2 separate regions of the Pan troglodytes genome follow, and region 1 is linked to region 2. The links are chromatin contacts, called in public Hi-C maps. All regions are on one chromosome and are shown on one strand. Each heading gives the region's core, a stretch centred on a gene start, on an enhancer-like site or on the middle of the called end of the contact. The rest is flanking DNA. Distances are from core to core; before and after follow the strand shown. Region 1 holds the start of ANKRD44 (ankyrin repeat domain 44). Region 2 overlaps ANKRD44 (ankyrin repeat domain 44).

Region 1 (6,296 bases), core at 241-2,740, 120 kb before region 2:
GTTGTATGTCTGAGAAAGGCCTTAGAATTTTTTTTGTTTGTTTCCATGCAACATTGATAACAGAGGAGTGGAAGCCAGGAACAAAGTTCCTTGGTTCTTCTTGTCTGCATGATCTGAATTATAATCTATAAGACTAATAAAGGTAAATTTGAGATTTAGCTGCTTCGACAACCACAGTGGCTGGATGGTAAATGTGAGGATATTAATGCTCCTTTCTCTCCTGTCTCATGTGGAATCTTTGGGGGAGGTTCTAAGAGTAGGGAGGAAGAATGGACATTTGGTTTGTGAATATGCAGTAGAGGTAGATGTTTGGTCTTGACCAAAGAATTCTGTAGCTCTAGTTTGCTCTTCAAAGCTGTTCAATGCTGCCCTACAGGTTTGCTCTATGGCCTGCCAGGGGCACATGGGGCTGCCTGGGAGCACTTCCTCTCCACTTGCTTACTTAATTATCCCTTCTCCAGATCTCAACTCCTGTCACTTTCTCAGGGAAGCCTGCCCTCACCCACCAGTCTGGTCTGATTCCTTTGTTGTGGGTTCACTTCAGAAGCATGTTTTCCCTTGAGATCCCTTATCTCAGTTTGTAATTACATTCATTAGCAGAGACTATGTGGTTTATGTTGGCATCTTCTGAGAGCAGGTTATCTTATTTATGCTCTCCGTTTATTCCCGTGCCTAGCCAGTGCCTGACAAGGTAGGGACTCAGTACATAGCTGTTCAATGAATAAGTGTTTGCTCCAAATTCCAGAACTATCAACAGCTACTATGCTTACGAATATGCCCGTTGTATCTGTAGCCCATGGTGTTTGACAGCTGTCTTCTATTTGTTGAAGAGCTTGGTAACTTGGGATTTTGTAGAGATCAGTAAGGACTGGTGGGAACACCCAAAAGACCCATTAACTCGGTGATTTAGGACTGCTTTGCTTCTCCAGGAACTCCACTCCACCCCCACCAGCAAAAACCAAACCCAGGGTGTTTGAATTTAACAATAGTATGTGTGTGTGCATATGTGTGTGTGTGTTTAGCTGGAAAGTGGCTGGAGAACAAGGTGGAAGGGCCAGAGCTTCTGTTCCCTCCACCCATAAATGTTTGGCAAACACCCTCTAAAGAATCACAATGTGTCCGCTGCCTCCTGGCATTAAACAAAGAGAGCATCGTAATTGCGGTCCCTGGCGAGGTGGGATCTTCGGAGCGCTGCCACCACCTGATTCTGGGTTAGGGGAAGGGGGCGTGATCCCATCTCCCCGGTTAAAGTGGACGGCGTGTGAGTGAGAGCCTTTCCTGCCCCCTCGGGGTGTGTCCCCGCGGGCTTCCCCACCCATATGTGTGAGACCCGTCAGGGAGGCCCGCGATCCGCCCAGGGCCCGGGGCCGGCCCGGCCGGGCGCCGCGTGCAGGTGCGGAAGGCAGGCGGCGGCCCGGTGCGGGCGCGGGGGCAGCGCCGGGGGCCGGGCTGCGCGGCTCGGCTGCGGGCGGCAGGAGGCAGCGTCGGCCCAGGCGGCGGGCGGCGAGCGAGCCAGCGCGCGGTGATGTCAGTGGCGGCCCGGCTGGCAGCAGCCGGTACTTCCTGTGGAAAGGCGGGCGGGCTCGGCTGCAAACCCCACTAGCCAGTGTCAGCCTCTCGGCGGGAGGAGGCGGCGGCGGAGGAGGAGCAGGGGGAGGGCTGTCAAATTCGGGAGCCAGATTTTTTTCCCTTCCCCTGGCAATCCCTTCCGCTTCCCCGGCTCCCGGCGTGACATCTGCGGGCCGGGGACCTGCATGTGTGTGCGCGCGAAGGAGCGGAAGAATGGCAGTGCTCAAACTCACCGACCAGGTAGGGGGCGGCGGCGCCGGCGGGCGGGACGCGCGGGCGCGGGGCGGCGCGGAGCCCGGCGGGGGGATGGGGGCGCGGCTGGAGCGCGCCCGCGAGCTGTTTACTCGCGGCGAAGGGGAGGAGTGTGTGCGGCCGCCGGTGCCTCCGAGAGCCCGCGGCGGCAGCTCCCACTCCGCCGCGCCGTCCCCGCCCTGGGCCGTCGGAACTGCGCGCCCGAGTCTGGGGCAGGGCCCGTGGGCGCTGGGCAGCCGGCGTGCGGGAGTGCGGCGGCCGCGGGCCCGGCGGGGCTGGGGAGGGGGCCGGGGGCTCGAGGTGCTCTCGGGACTCGCACCGCGCCGCGTTGCGTGGGCGCCGCCGGCCCGCGCCCCGGGGAGGAGGACGCTGCACGAAGAGGGAGAAAGGATCGCAGACTGGGACCCCTCCCCAAACCTAGCAGGAGTCCTGCCCGGAATGCGGCTCTTGTGTGGCCGGGCTGTCTTTATTTATCCGTTGGATGTGACATCCGACTTCCTCTTTAGTTGCCCCAGGCTGTGTGCGTGGTGCGGGATGGGGACCCCTGGAGACCGCCCTTTCGTATCGGGCCGGTCCCTCTGAGGAGGTGGTGAAGTCGGCTCGGAGCCTCCACTCACAGGCGGTGGGCTACGGTCTGTCTGTGTCTACCAGCTTTGTTGGCTTTCCTTGCTGAGACACCACACAGGGCAGCTCTGGAGTCCTGGCTTGGAGAGGTGGGGTTATTTGCTGAATCGGATTGACAGTCCTCGCCGCAGGTCTGTGGAATGGTAACAGCCACCTTCGCGGACTCTGCTGCTCTTACATTGACACTAACAGGCGCCAAACCAAGTTGCATGACAAAACTCTTTGCAGCTCTTTCCACGAAAAAAGGAAACGGCTTGCTACCCCCACCCCCGTTTATTCGTGGGTAGTGAAAGGAACTTTGTTTTGGGGTCCTGGTAGGCAGAGAGGCAATCTTGACTTTGACTACAGGGTCAGACTTGCCAGCCCTTGGTATTAAATACCTCAAACTTGTCCATGGGTTGCATCTGCTGCCTTGCGTTCTCCAGTTAGTATCCAGCCAGAACATCTTGCAACTGAAGTGCAGTCCGTCACCACAATGATTTGCAATGATTTGTTCTCCTGCCTTTTAGATTCAGTTTTTTTAGCTTGTTTTTCCTAAATATTTACAGGTGTTTGGCGGGGTTGGTGATGGGGAAATCACTGAGTTAAAATTCATGTTATTGTTAAATTTAGTAAGAAGAGCAGCTGGTACTTGTGATGAATGTATTTGTTCTCATTGGTTCCAGAGCATTTAAAAGTGTAAGTTGATATCAGGATTTCCTTCACCTTTTGGTCACATACTTTGCCAACTGTTAGACATTTGCTTATTTTAAATCCTACAGTTTTAGCGTGTCTTGGGCCTGTCATCTTTGCTAGTACACGTTGCTGTACTTGTCTGTTAATCCCTAGATCTTCAAAGTACAAAGAATGGTTCTAATAGGTATTGTTATCACATATAAGAAAGAACATCACATAGAAGTTTAGAGTTGTAAGGACTCTAAGGATGATCTAGCCCAAACCCTTCATTTTCTAAATGACAAAACAGATCTGGAGAAGTGAAGCAAGTCTTCCTCAAAGAATGCCAGCTATAGGCCTGCAGGACTGGGACTAGCTCTTGTCTTCTGCCTTCCAGGTGCTTGTACTTTCTGCTACAGTTGGTATAGGATAGCTCCATCATCTCATTGGATGTGTTGTAAGGGTTACAAGAAAATATCTCTTCCTAGATCAAGATCAACCCTAGTGAGAAGTGTATTACTTGGTCTTACAAAGAGAGGAAGTTATTCTTCAGGGCTTATCAGAGCAGGAATTTCAAAGATGTTGCCTTTTAAGATGTTTCCAAGTATATTTCCTTCCTTCCCCCAATAAACTAGTATGAGTATGGAGAGAAAGGAAGAGTCACACAACGTTTATTTGGTTCCATCTCCAGATACGTAAAAAGAACCTAAGGCGTTTTAAGATTCAAGAACTTCTGAAAATGTCCAGTCTATCTTGGGACAAAGTCAGAAGGAGATGGGGTGGGGAAGTGGCCTGGGTGGGGTGGGGTGGTGAACAACGATGGTTTCTGTGTAGCTTTAGGTCCAGGAAGTAAGTGTGTGGTCTTTCTTGCCTTATATAGTCTTACCTTTTCTGTTTGAGACTCAATTCTTAGAAGTCAGTTCTTAACCTCACAGATTAACTTTTAAAACCATTTGCTTAGACCACTACTAGAAGAGTTTTGCTCCATCATTGTGGGCAGGGAGCCGCCCGCCTGCTTGGAATCCCTGCCTTAGAGTTTGTACAGGAGTACCTTGCTCTCCATTCAGCTTCTAGTAAAACAACCACTTCTTAATTTCTCCCTCCTTTGTGTGTGTGTGTGTGTGTGTGTGTGTCAGGGTCTCACTCTGACTCGATAGTATGATCATGGCTCACTATAGCCTTGGCCTGCCAGGCTCAAACATCCTCCCACTTCAGCCTCCCCAGTAGCTGGGACTATGGGCGCGTGTGCCACCACACCTGGCTGATTTTTGTATTTTTTGTAGACACAGAGTTTCGCCATGTTGCCCAGGCTGGTCTCAAACTCTTGGGCTCAAACAGTCCACCTGCCTCAGCCTCCCAAAGTGCTGGGATTACAGGCACGAGCCACTGTGCCTGGTACCTCATCTGTTGAATGCCCTATTTGTGAAGTGAATCTTGATTTTTGCTAGGCCTCTTGGATTTTTTACTGTTGATAACCTGAAACACAAATTGCCTGGATTTGTCTTTAAATGTGGCAAAAGTCAGGGGTGACAGATGATGACATTTTCTCTCCAGCTAAAGCTGGGTGCAGGAGCTTGCTAGGTGAAGCAGACACTACTTCAGCAGTCAGTCCTGTAGTGACCTCTCAATCTTGTAAGAGAAGGAAAATGTTTTTTCCTAACTCTTCTTTTTCGGGAGAGTAAAAAGAAAAAGGGAGAGGCCAGTGTGATTTTTAGTCTTTTTTTTTTTTTTTTTTTTCACTGTAAAAAAGGAACTGGGAGCTATCACTACAAACAAACAAACTTGGCATTTAGCACTTCTGCATTTGTAACTTTTGTAACAGTGTCCCTTCTGTTTTCCTCTTCACAGGGCACACATAATTTTTCTTGCAGCCTTAGAGGGCACTAACCATCCTGGTTTGTGCAGATTGACTGGTGTCCCAGCATATGGGGCTAAAACCGGGAAAATTCCAGGCAAACTGGGAGGAACTGGTTACCCTGTGTAACATAGAACATCCTCAACTATGTCATTAATATAATAATGTAATTAGTTCCTTGTATGTGGACATTAGGAGTTTTATATTTTTTGGTAAAGTGAGATAATTTTAAGTTTGGGAAAGAAAATTTTGTTAAATACAGATCTAAGGCATTTGACTCAAAGATAGCCATGAAACCTTTTTGAAAATTGATTTGATATTGACTGTTTTAGGGTGTTCTTTATGTCATATAGTTAAAGGCACTGTAGTCATTTTAAGTGTGTGGTCGTATCTTCAGCCTGGATCTCTACCCGAAATTCATTTTCAGAGTTATGAAGCTAGGATGGTAAGTTCTGTTGCATGTTTAAAGTGTCCACTATTCTTACCTGCATTTGTTAATGATGGCAGAACACTACTTTCATCTCGGAGGCTGCCTGCAGACAAACTGTTTCAGCAGGTGGCCTTTTTGGAGCTTCCTGCCTGGAGGCCTTCTGGTTTGGTGTTCCCTTGCCAAGTCCTAGTTCACACTTGAGTCACCTACCTTCTTGCCAAAGGCAGTGGCTGGCAGCGGTGGCAGTGGCAAGAGACTAGAAATCCTGTGTAACTTTGGGAGCAGGATTTCTAGCCCATAGTGTGGGGCCTTGGGACGTGTTACATATTTTACTGGGCTGCCCTTGTTCTTCCATGGCTCCCTAGAGCACTGGTGTTAAAGCAAACAGTATGCTGTAGTCCTGTCTTCAGCATAGAAGAAGGGAAAAGAAAGGCTTTATTTAGAACCTTTTCTGGTTGTTTCAGGACCCAATCACATGGTTTTGAGAGTGCACTTGAGGCTGGTGTTTCATGGCAGAGACCTAATAATGTCACACATTTATTGTGCTCTTATTGTATACTGGGCCTTTGCAGTGAATCATGTCTTAATCCTCATAGCCACACTAGGAGGTAGGTGGTGGTGTGATTTCTATTTTATGGATGAGAAAACAGGAATAGAGAGGCTAATTGACCGGTTTAGGGTCATACGCCCAGTAAGTGATCTAGCACGTTGTCCTACCCTGGCAGTCTGATTGCACAGGTGGGGCTCTGACCACAAGGCTATACTTTTCATAGTTGAAAGGGCAGTGCAGCCATGGGATTAATGGGTGTCTGATCTTGTTTACAGAGAAGCCATTGGATGAGCAGCGTTCCCTGAACTCCTTCTGCCTCTTGGGCCAGACCCATTTCTGTACATAGTAAGGAGCTGCTCTGA
Region 2 (6,042 bases), core at 1,199-3,698:
CACCCATTTCTGATTGGAATGCAAAATGTTTTTCTTTTAGACTTGGAGTCTTTATTTTCCCGATCTAATCAGAAAAACACAAGCAACACACCAGGATCTAGAATGAAATGCTGGAGCATCCCTGGATGCTGCTTGGGCTTATTACCATTGACTGTAGTTACCAATGCTCAATGACAGCCTCTGTCACTCTGCCTATCTTCCAAAGCCAATTCATTAGTACAGAGCATGCAACTCTGGCAAAGGGAAAGTGAAATATACTATACAGTGGTTTTAGCAAAAATTAAAATGGTGGTTTCATTAGGGGATTTTGCGGGATGTGGGAGGGCATTGATGACTTCATAGCCGGATGGAGTGGATACTCTAAACTAGCTTGGCTCTCTTTGTAGAACCCATGATGGGCTTCATTCTTAAATGGAGGGTGTGTCTGATGACATCAGTTGCATATTTTTTTCGTGGAATTGACATAATAATTGAATTGGATTTCACAGATGATGAAAATGATACCTTAGCACCTAGGTTTTAGATAGTTTTATTCTTATTTCTAAAACCTGGATCCTCAGGGATCAATAGGAATTTTTTGTGTTTGGTGTTTTTTTGTTTGTTTGTTTTAGTATGTGCATGGTGTGCATGTTTACTTATGACTAAGAACTCTTTCAGAAGCTTGAGTTCTTTTATGTTTTTAATGAAGTGGATTTTTCAACTACCTTACTTCCTTAATTACACATCCTGAACCTTTGCTTTTACCTCCCAGGTAACAAATTACCATCTTGCTCCCCCTAGTGGAATTTTGACTCTACTTCAAAGTTTGAGAATAACTATCCCTAGTACATATTTGATTTAGCATTTTATTTTTGGAAGTCTGGTATTTTCCCAGTTTGTTTTCAGGGTGAGAATAAAAACAGAATATTTTATTGGATGTGCCAATAGGGGATGTGGGTAGAGAAAGTGGCTTTCGGCTGATTAGATTTCAGTTCCAAGGGTTAGCAAGTTCAGCTACAAAATTTATAAGATCAAGGGGACTTTCTGTTCCCCATTTCTATCTTAGAGGGGTCAAGTGTCATCAGCTTGGTAGACATTCCCCTCTAGAAGGCAGCCGTCAACACTCCTGGAAAGGTAGTAGGGGGCTAGTTGTTGGTGATTTTGAAGGCAAGGACAGGTCCCATCTGAACAACAAATCCCACTTGTGCCTTTGGTAAATTTGGCCCAGGAAGTGTCCTTCTGTCTTCTGAATCTACCAGAGGCACTGCACCAATATCTGCAGCACTGACAATCATTTTGCAGCTGCTAAGCATGCTAAGAAAATTCTAGCAATTGAAGCTAAAAAGACTGCATACCTCTCTTAGGAATTTAAATTTCTTTAGGGGATGATGATCAATGATTTCATGGTATCTGAATCTCCTTTTTTCCTACCACTATTTGTTTTTCTCAATTTTGACCCTTGTTACAATTTTGTATTTATTCAACTCTGTACCCTACTGTACACAAAGCACTCGTGTTGTATATGCTAGTGCTAAAATGTGTGAAACTTTAAAAAGAAATACCTGTATATGCCAAGGCTTGGGACTCTGCTCTTGTGCAGGTAGGACTTTGCTTCTAAGCCTTTTTAAGTTAAGACAAAAGCTGCAAAAGTTATGATAGTTGCCAAATTAATGAACAACAGAATATGTGTCCTTAATACTTATGAGCAAGAATATTGTAATTAGAATATTCTTTGCCTTAAACATCATATAATATACTATTTAGATATATCTTTTCCCCAATATTTTTTCTTAGGTTAAGTGTTTACCTGGGGAAAAATAAAACAGCAGGATCTCATTAAAATTCCAACAAAAAGGAGTGCCAAAGTGCTCTCTGGGAATGTTTTTGGGAGTGTGGAGAGAAAAAAAGAAGCAGCAGTCATAATATTTAAAAAATAAATATTACTTGCTCAAGAATCATTACGTATTCCATTCAGTAATTATATCCACACAAACACACAGCTTCAGTTGAAGCAAAGCACGTTATCTGTGAAGTTCTAGTTTGAAATCCCATGATGCTTAAATTCATAATTGTGAAGGCGATGTCTTGGTAGCCACATGGCACAGTTGAGCTAGAGATGTCCATATAGCAAGGCTTTGAGATGTGGAGAACAGCTGCTTTTTTATTCCACGGGAAGTAGAAGGGGTTTGTGTATGACTCAACATGTGTCTCTATGCATGCATGCCTGAGTGTAGATAGGTATGCATATGTACCTAGGTGCATATGTATGCATATATGTGACTTCAGTATTGGAAGAGTTATAATGATAGCTCAGCCTCTTCTTCCTAATGGCTCCTGGGGATTCTGTGCCTTGACAATTCTCTATAAAGTAGCTTTTAGCAGCGTTAGTCCCAGAGGCACCACTCCCTGCTGAGGGACTGTGCTGGCGCCCTTCTCTGGAAGCTTTTTTGGGATGCATCTCCTTGGTAACATTCCAGCCATAGCTTGGAATGCTTGCCTTTCTTCAGAAGTGTGAGGACTGAGTGAATGCAACAGAATGTACGTATTCCGTACACTCGCAATTGGGAGACTCTGCTCACCTCATTGTGTTCCCTTAAAGTGACTAAGTAGTGGTGCATTAACTACTGTGTTGGGTTTGTTCCCCGGAATCTTAACTGTTCAGCTGTTGATTGACTACTCCTGATTTAACACGAAAATCTTGTCAGACACTGCCTCTACTTATCGTTCTCTGGTTGTGGAGGTTTGTTGTTTGTTTTCTTTTAAGGTCCAAAAAGGCAGAAATGCACACATGAGCATTTGGCCATGAGCACAGCAGATGGAGAATTATGGAGCAGATAAACAAGATTCAATATTTTTTTTTGTCGAAACCCTGAATTTGTGTCTGGCTCTGTGTCTTGTGTGAAATGTGGTCCTTGCCACAGGGCAGATGTAACCCGAACAGAGACTTGGTTAGCAGGTAGTTAGGGGGACTGTGGAAGGATCTGCCTGTCTTTAAGCAGAGTAAGTAGCTAAGACTGAACTAGCAGTAAACTTGTATTCTTTTCAAGACTTCTTTCCTGCTACTTAATTGTTGGCAATTTCAGAAACTATCCATACACCTTGTCAAGAAGCAGAATTGAGAGGGTGTTTTGGAGAAAGAAAAAGAGATATATGTTCATTTGCTGGGAATTTTTATGGCAGAGGAGAAACCCATGGACAAATTCCTGGCATATTGAAATATCCATTCTGCACCTTGACATTTTTACATAGTATTTCCTCAAGGAATCTTACTCTGTCTTACTGATAGTACTTATATTGGTCCCCCAAACTAGCAATAAACAGCAACATAACCTGTAAGAAAGCCAACAGGAGGATAAAAAGAGAAAAGAGGGTTTATAGGGAAAATGACAACTCACATTCCCAACAGCAGATCACAGGGCGAGGTCAAGGTATGTGACGCTAGTGATTTCACCTGAGGCCAGTGCTTGCCACCAGTTCCTAAGAATTGATGGGTACTTGTTAAAATCTAGATTTGCAGGTCCCCACCCTGAATGTATTATATCCTTAGGAAAGGGATCTGGGACTATATTTTTTAATAGGCATCTCCGGTGATTCTTATGGTCAGACACATTGGGGAAACTGCTGTCATCTAATCGACTACCAGGACTAAGGTATTTCTAGAAGTTTGGGTGAATGTGTGTGTGTGTATGCATGAGTGTGTGTGCATAATTACCAAGGATCTTAAGGTTAAAAGAAAATTATCAACTACTCCATCTTGTCATCGTGAAACATTTCTTAATGAAAACATCTATGTAGGGTTGTCTGGTTAGAGGACATTTTCTCATGTACTACCTCATTTGATCCTAATAACAATCCCATGAGGAGGTTAGGCAGCGATGATCATGCTCACCCCCAAGTTGCACGTAGAAATGGGCTTTGCATGTGGCTAGCAAGTGTGAGACTGGCTTTGAATAGCATTTTTTGCCATGCAGGCAAGCCCAACATCAACCCTAAAGCCTGCCACTGTTCCTCTTTTACCCCACACTCTGGTCACTAACATATCAGGTTCTTTGCACATCCACACCTTTGCACACCTGTACCTCCTTTGTCTTCCTTCCTTGTCAGCAAATCATATTTATTCATTAAGGTGCCTTCCTCAAGCTTTTTTGGATACACCCTTGTCTTCACCCAGCCTCCTACCCAAGTGGAGCTAGCTGTTCTTTTGGTTGTGTTTCCATCACACATATAGATCCTTCTACTGCATGCTGGGGTCTTGTTTAATGTAGATGAGTTCAATAATAAAAGCTTGGTAACACCCCCCTCTTCTTCCCTAAACTGCCATCGTGCCACTTACTTTTAATAAGCAGTAGATGTAATCATGTTTAAGACAGTACTTGTTGGCTAAAGCTATGGGAGGCATTTGGGAATGATTTCAAGGGTTTTCCAAATATCGACACAAAAGTGTTCCAGTGGCCAGAAACATGGCCATTAGCATCCTCTAGGAATGGAATTATTTGAGGATAACAAGGAACATTGTCTAACAAGAAGTAGAGGAATCATAGGGAACTGTCTTAGTTTGCTCAGGCTGCCATAACAAAATACTATAGACTGGATGGCTTAAGCAACAGAAATTTTTGTTCTCCCAGTTCTGGAGGCTGGAAGTCCAAAATCAGGGTTAGTTTCTGGTGAGGCCTCTCTTCCTGGCTTACAAATGGCCACCTTTTCACTAGGTCTTCACATGGCCTTTCCTCCTGTGTGAGAGAGAAGAAAGAGAGAGAAGGAGAGGAAGAGAGAGAGAGAGAGAGAGAGAGAATGAGAACGTGAGCTCTGGTATCTCTTCCTCTTCTTATGAGGACACCGGTCCTATTGGATCAGGGCCGCCCCTTATGACCTCTTTTAATCTGAATTATCTCCTTAAAGGCCCTGTCTCCAAATACAGTTGCTTTGGGGGTTAGGGCTTGCAACATATCAATTTTGGTGGGGATACAATTCAATTCATAACAGGGATTGTATGCACAAAACCACAGATTTAGTAGTTTCCTTGTCAGGGATTTAAGGGCCTATCAAAGTTTCAGTGATGGGTGGTATTCATGGTACACTCACTGTAGTTCATAGTTCAGGTTAGAGACTATCTGGCCTGGCTTTCAGATTGTATAATAGTTATTTCTTTATGTAAATATCTCCCCCACTGGACTTCTTGTAAGGGTTGGTCTGAGTCTTATTCATCTTTGTCTGCCAACTGATAATGGTTGAATAAACTTTTAAAGAACAAATCTTCTCACCATCTGCATCTGTATGTGATCAGATGTATTAATTTTAGTTCTGATTCCCATTCTCTTGTGTTTGCAGCCACCATTGGTTCAGGCAATCTTCAGTGGTGATCCAGAGGAGATCCGGATGCTCATCCATAAAACTGAAGATGTGAATACTCTGGTAAGAGATGCTGTGGTTTTGCTACTCAGGCCCTGTTAGCCTGGAGCAGGAAAGGGCTCTTAACCTTTTATATACCATGGACTCTTGATATCTGGTGAAAGCTCCAGACTGTTTCTCAGGACACTGTTCTTAAACCCTATACAAGAAATAAAATATCTAGGGTTACAATGGAAATCAGTTATTGAGATACAGTTACCCAAATATTAAAAATCTACTTTGTGATATGGTAATATATGTGCTTTTAAAAAAATAACACATTTAGGCTGGGCGCAGTGGTTCATGCCTATAATCCCAGAATTTTGGGAGGCTGAGTTGGGCAGATCACTTGAGCCCAAGAGTTTGAGACCAGCCTGGGCAACATGGTGAAACTCTGTCTCTAAAAAAAAAAAAAAAAAAAAAAAAAAAAAACGGAAAACTTAGCTGGGCGTAGTGATGGAGGCACAGGTGGGAGGATTGCCTGAGCCCAGGAGTTCGAGGCTGCAGTGAACTTTGATCATGCCACTGCACTCTAGCCTGGGTGACAGAGTAAGACCCTACCTCAGAAAAAAAAAAAAATCTGGTTAAATAACCAGATACAGCAGAAGATCTAAGAGTGAGCATAATTTAAAAATAGTGATGAGCATAATCAGTATTTTGAGTTGTCTGCAACAA

What was found. Hi-C and Micro-C count contacts between places; a contact is called where the count stands out from the background.
Region 1: a contact with region 2 is called in a Hi-C map of stem cell-derived neural progenitor cells, with 3 times the contacts expected there. The contact joins the promoter of ANKRD44 here to the enhancer-like site in region 2. A contact is called at or near these places in 3 of 7 Hi-C or Micro-C datasets (blood, a lymphoblastoid cell line and stem cell-derived neural progenitor cells), 1 of 1 datasets of contacts at active chromatin or transcription factors (stem cell-derived excitatory neurons) and 1 of 1 other capture datasets (stem cell-derived neural stem cells).

Annotation. Positions count from the first base shown.
Region 1 is chr13:99,306,609-99,312,904 of NHGRI_mPanTro3-v2.0_pri, reverse strand. ANKRD44 (ankyrin repeat domain 44) reads left to right here and starts at 1,490. Exons shown (of 28, transcript XM_063791430.1): 1 at 1,490-1,809. The coding sequence starts at 1,783.
Region 2 is chr13:99,186,872-99,192,913 of NHGRI_mPanTro3-v2.0_pri, reverse strand. It overlaps ANKRD44 (ankyrin repeat domain 44), which reads left to right. Exons shown (of 28, transcript XM_063791430.1): 2 at 5,308-5,391. Among named protein-coding and RNA genes, the nearest start is that of ANKRD44, 120 kb to the left of the region's middle. Within about 2 kb of position 2,448, at least 3 of the 24 cell types and tissues checked have an H3K27ac peak or open chromatin away from gene starts, as enhancers often do. A contact at or near this core is called in stem cell-derived neural progenitor cells and stem cell-derived neural stem cells, where this site is marked.